2 separate regions of the Sus scrofa genome follow, and region 2 is linked to region 1. The links are chromatin contacts, called in public HiChIP or PLAC-seq maps. All regions are on one chromosome and are shown on one strand. The core of a region is the stretch at or near the end of the contact, and the rest is flanking DNA. Distances in the headings are between cores, read along the strand shown. Region 1 holds the start of FOXO3 (forkhead box O3). Region 2 overlaps FOXO3 (forkhead box O3).

Region 1 (2,700 bases), core at 123-2,622:
GGTTCCTCAGGCGGGCTGCAGCAGCGGCGGCCGGAGCGCCTCTCCTTGGCTGAGGTTGTGCGCCCCCTCCTCGCCGCGCCCCGGGCCCGCGCGGGATTGTGCGTCCTCCCCCCTCGTCACTGAAGGGAAGGAACCGAGGTAGGCGCCGGAGCTGTGCAGCGGGGCGGCCGCCTTCCCGGTGACTCCGGATCTGCTTCCGAGCTGGGCCAGGCGCTTCCCTTTTCCCTCCCCGTGACTCGGTGTGCGCGCCCTTCTTCTCTCCCGCTAGTGTTTTTAAAGGACTTGAGTGAAGGGGGGAAACTGTCAAGATGGCAGCAGTGGGAGCAAGGAGGTGATGAACGTGCTGGTCCGGGTTTTCTGTTGGCCTGGGAGACTTGTGCTTCCTGACCTGTTGGAAGATTTACGTTTCGACTACTCCCCTCCCCCCCGTTCTTATAGGGAAAGGGGTGGAGGGCACAACGCCCGCGAGAAAATAAACCACACCACCCCCAAAGTGGCCGTTGCTGCTCAGCTCGACCCTTGGCAAACACCCGCTGAGCTGCTTGTCTCCCTTCTTCCCGTCTTTCCCTGTTCCTGGAAGTGACAAGGGCCCGTTTGCGCTCGGACCCACATTCGCCCTCTCGGCCCGCGGGCGAAGAGAGGAGAAGGGGACTGCCCGCGCAGTCCTCGGGCTCGGGTCCTCCGCTGGGAGGGGATGGCAGGAGAGCGCGGAGGCGGCGGGGCCGGGACCAGGCCGGGGAGAAGAGCCGAAGACGCCACAGACTTTGGCGGCGGTGGCGCCGCGGGAAGCACTTGTGCGGGCCGGAGCGAAACATAAACAAACGCACGCACACCCGGGCTCAGGCTCCGACCGCGTCTGGGCTGCGCCAGCTCGGGCTGCTGCCCGCTTTAAAGGCGCGGCTCGCGCCCCTCCCCCGCCCCGCCCCTCCCCCTTCTTCCCCGCCCCGCCACCTAGCCCAGTGGAGACCTGCAGCTCCGCTGGCGGTGGCGGCGGGGGGAGGGGGTTGCCCCGTGCGAGCCTGTCGATTCGCTCCTGTCTCCCCCGCGGCCTGACCAGGGGGTGGCGTCTGCAGCGCCAGGTTCGCGGGACGCACGTCTCCAGGTCTGCCTGCTCCTGGGAGGCGGGCGCGGTGTGGTCGGGAAACGGCGGCGGCGGCGGCGGGCGAGGACTCGCCGGGGACTGAGCTCCAGCCCGGGATAATCAACTCTCCTTCTCTCTCCTCTCGTGCTTTCCCAGGCGGCGGCAGTAGCAGCGGCGGCGGCGCCCGGGAGCCCGAGCCTTCGCGGCGCCCCCGTCCCTCCCCCGCCGCACCCCGCCCCGGCGCAAGAGGAGAGTGTGAGAGCCGGAGCCGCGGGCGGGCAGGCGGCGAAGATGGCAGAGGCGCCGGCCTCCCCGGTCCCGCTCTCTCCGCTCGAAGTGGAGCTGGACCCGGAGTTCGAGCCCCAGAGCCGTCCGCGCTCCTGTACGTGGCCCCTGCAGAGGCCGGAGCTCCAGGGGAGCCCGGCCAAGCCCTCGGGGGAGGCGGCCGCTGACTCCATGATCCCCGAGGAGGAGGACGATGAAGACGACGAGGACGGCGGCGGTAGGGCCGGCTCGGCCATGGCGATCGGCGGCGGCGGGGGCGGCCCGCTGGGCTCTGGGCTGCTCCTGGAGGACTCGGCCAGGCTGCTGGCTCCCGGAGGGCAGGAACCCGGGTCCGGCCCAGCCTCCGCGGCGGGCGCGCTGAGCGGAGGGACGCAGACGCCGCTGCAGCCTCAGCAGCCACTGCCACCGCCGCAGCCGGGGGCGGCTGGGGGCTCCGGGCAGCCGAGGAAATGCTCCTCCCGGCGGAACGCCTGGGGGAACCTGTCCTACGCCGATCTGATCACTCGCGCCATCGAGAGTTCCCCGGACAAACGGCTCACTCTGTCCCAGATCTATGAGTGGATGGTGCGCTGCGTGCCCTACTTCAAGGATAAGGGCGACAGCAACAGTTCTGCCGGCTGGAAGGTGCGTACCCACCTCGGACGGGCGGACAGACCCGCCCGGTCTCCTGCGCAGTGCGAGACGCGCCTTCGATTCGTCCGAGCGCGCCTGCGGGCGCCCGGGAGAGGGGTTGGCAGGGAGAGCCTCAGCTGTAAGGCTTTGGGGGTTCTGTGTGACCTCCGGAGGAGGGGAGCCCGGGGACCGCTGCGGACGCGGCGGGAGCGGGAGAGGAGGCTCCTGGGGAAGCCTCAGGCTTGGCCAGATGGGCAGGAGTGCATTTGCCCGATTCCTGGGTTGTAGCGGAGGAGGTACGTCCGCGGCCAGCTTTGGAGCAGGTTTCCCCGTAGTGGGGGTGCGGCGAGGCCGCTGCGGGTGGAGTGAGGGGACTTGTTTGGGAATCAGTGCCCAGAGGAGGGGTTGGATTTGTGGTTTCCAGTCGGTCGCCTAAGCGTGGTGTGTTGAGACTAGCCAGATGAGAACCCCTGTGTCCAAGTTTCAGGCTTGTAGGTGTTAACTCCCACAGGCACATCGATCCCATTACAAAAAGCAGTGGTTGTAAACCTTTTCCTGGCCGGCTCTCTTTCCTTGCGTGTGTTAACACCTTTATTCCTAAGAGGTGTCTCAACCTTAAACCTTCCTCTGAGTAGCCTCTGAGATGATCTGGGCCCCGACCCGGCCAGCCCTTCCACCTCAGCGGGAACTGTCCTGCACCTGCTGCTTCCCCGCTGAGGCCT
Region 2 (2,700 bases), core at 33-2,532, 46 kb after region 1:
GAGCTGTGGTGTAGGTTGCAGACATGGCTTGGATCCCGAGTTGCTGTGGCTCTGGCATAGGCCAGCAGCTGTAGCTCCAATAGGACCCCTAGCCTGGGAACCTCCATATGCTGTGGATGCGGCCGTAGAAAAGCCAAAAAAAAAAAAAAAAAAAAAAATTAAATCACAAATTGGAGTACTGTTGAAGAAGATTATTTCCTATACTCCTTTCTTCAGAAACTTACTTGCTAATACCGTGTTTTCTGGTCCTGGTGAGATTACGTGTCTTGAAAATTGGGCTGTAAGATGCATTTGTTTCTGGCCCTGTGTGTCATGCTCTATGCAGATGCCCAAGTGACCGTGGAGGAATTCAGCTCAGTCTCCAAAGCCCAAGGGAGGCCCCATATTCTTACTTGCTTTTCTGACATGTAGTGAGATATAAGCATCCTTTAAGGGCTTACAGATTAAATTCTTTGCATGTTTTACTTCAGATATTAATGAAGAAACTTATTCATTCACTCAGTAAATGTCTTTTGATGCCTAATATTAGAAAGCCCTGAAATGTGTATTCTTTAACAGTGGGTTTCGTGGAGGAACTAATCTTGATCATTACCAGTGTCTTGGTTCAGCACAGTTGCATATTGAGAGTTGATGGCAGGTATGACCTTCAGTACTAGTTTCTCTGCTGACATTTTTGGAGGACATAGAATGTCAGAGTTGAAGAACATGTAGAAATTCTAGTCTTGTCCCTCATTTTATTCATCAGGAATAACGTAAGACATTCATATGCATACTTCCTCTTGGTCTCAAGATCATCTCAGCTTTCTCTATGTTAAGTATGAGTGTCTGTTTTATTCTCAGAATCATCTTGAGAACGCTTGAGTTGAGTGGAATCTCCAGTTCAGCCCCTTGGAAAGCTGGATGTGTGGATAAATTGACACACCCCTGCTTCACTTCAAGATTATTGACAGTTGCCTGTCACACATGTATTTGCTGTTATTACCGGTAGTTCTACCAGAAAGGCTTATTCTACCTGGGAATTATCTATTTTCCCCCAGAGGGACATGGAACATGGACTAGATTAGAGATCCAGTCCAAACGAAGTAGAAGGGTACTGAACTTTTTAGAACTCGTGTTAGAAAAAAAGAGGGAGGGTGGGAGAGAGAGAAAGAAAGAACGAAAGAAAGAACAGACCATTTTCTGATGCATCTGCAGTTTCTCTATCAAAAACAAAATCCAGAAACAAAAATACCCTGACAGAAATCCGGAAACCAAATATCCTACCTGCTAGCCAACTCTAGGGATTCTGAACAGAGTGTACCATTTAGGATTCCTTTTAGCTGTCTTTGGGTTTATTTAAAAACCCAGTGTGTGTTTATAAGCAGAAAACAATTTAAAAGCTCTTCTTTTGGCCTTAATCCTTTTATAGGGTTTAGCATTTCTCATTGTCACTTCTTCAGAGCCTGAAGAGAAACATGCTATTCTCAGAGAGAAAAAAAAAAAGTTAAGCTTTTCTTTGCCTTTACCCCTACCCTGCCAGGTCAGAAAACTGGCCCTGAGTTCCCTGGCAGATTTGTCTCCACCTCAGGATAGTTGCTTCAGCGGCCAGTGTTCAGAGGTGTAGAGGGCTTCTTTCTGTTAACATCAAGGTAGGCTGGGTGCTTCCTCCAGCTGTATGTGTGTGTTCACCCAGCCTCAAAATTTTTGCCTTAATCCAAAGGGGCAGTTCACAGAGGCTGTGATGCAGAAGAGGTTATTGGAGGTTAGTTCTCAAATGTCTTTAAGATTGGCCTACTGTAATTCACATTCACTAAAGCGATGGTTTATTACCGGTAAGCTGAGTAAATGGATTATCTCTAAGCCTTACTATTTTTAGCCTTTCCTCCCAAATAAATTGAATCATCACGTCACTTCCAGAAGGTTTTGTTTCAGTGAGGCAAGACAGGTCCCAGAGTTGTTCCTGGGAGAGGCTCTGGGTAGGAATGGTTGTGCTCACTGGGTGGTGTCTACCATTCATGGAGAGCGGCCTGGGTTCTAGGCCAGGTGTAGCTGAGTGACCTTGGTCAAAGTAGAGCACTGGGTCTTGATCTCTTTGGTTTTCACATCAGCCAAAACACTCTCCGTCCTCTCTACTTCCTTTAAGATGGTGGTGAACATAGAGTATCGAGATCGAAGGTGCTCTGTTGAGAAGGTAGGCAGAGGTACCAGAGAGGTCAAGTGGATTTGTTTCTTAGTGTACTTCTCTTGAAGTAATGATATGGATCACTTCTAGGGTGAAGGTATTTGTGTTTCTGGGTCAGCCACATGGGTCAACCAAGTAACCTCTTAGGTTGGATCTCTTGAGTGGCACACATCATCACAGGTTCTTCAGTTGTGGTTTAGGGCTGACAGCACACATGCCTACAGGCTGGTAGCATGTCTAAAGGACTTGACTGTTGACCCCAGGTTGCTTGTTGCCTAGGCTATAGTCCTTCCGTTAAACTCAGGAGACATGTACCTCGGATTAAAAAAAATATATATGGGGAGTTCCCGTTGTGGCTCAGTGGTTAACAAGTCTGACTAGGAACCATGAGGTTGCAGGTTCGATCCCTGGCCTTGCTCAGTGGGTTAAGGATCCGGTGTTGCCATGAGCTATGGTGTAGTTGGCACACGTGGCTTGGATCTGGCATTGCTGTGGCTGTGGTATAGGCCGGTGGCTACAGCTCTGATTCGACCCCTAGC

What was found. HiChIP or PLAC-seq counts read pairs in DNA pulled down with a chosen protein or histone mark.
Region 2: a contact with region 1 is called in an H3K27ac HiChIP or PLAC-seq map of skeletal muscle. The contact joins the enhancer-like site here to the promoter of FOXO3 in region 1. A contact is called at or near these places in 1 of 5 promoter capture datasets (fetal liver), 11 of 47 Hi-C or Micro-C datasets (alveolar macrophages, blood, fetal heart ventricle and 5 more) and 2 of 2 datasets of contacts at active chromatin or transcription factors (alveolar macrophages and skeletal muscle).

What each region holds. Positions count from the first base shown.
Region 1 is chr1:74,628,323-74,631,022 of Sscrofa11.1, forward strand. It overlaps FOXO3 (forkhead box O3), which reads left to right and starts at 1,373. Exons shown (of 2, transcript NM_001135959.1): 1 at 1,373-1,990. The coding sequence starts at 1,373.
Region 2 is chr1:74,674,824-74,677,523 of Sscrofa11.1, forward strand. All of the region lies in intron 1 of FOXO3 (forkhead box O3), which reads left to right. Among named protein-coding and RNA genes, the nearest start is that of FOXO3, 46 kb to the left of the region's middle. Within about 2 kb of position 1,283, at least 3 of the 83 cell types and tissues checked have an H3K27ac peak or open chromatin away from gene starts, as enhancers often do. A contact at or near this core is called in alveolar macrophages and skeletal muscle, where this site is marked.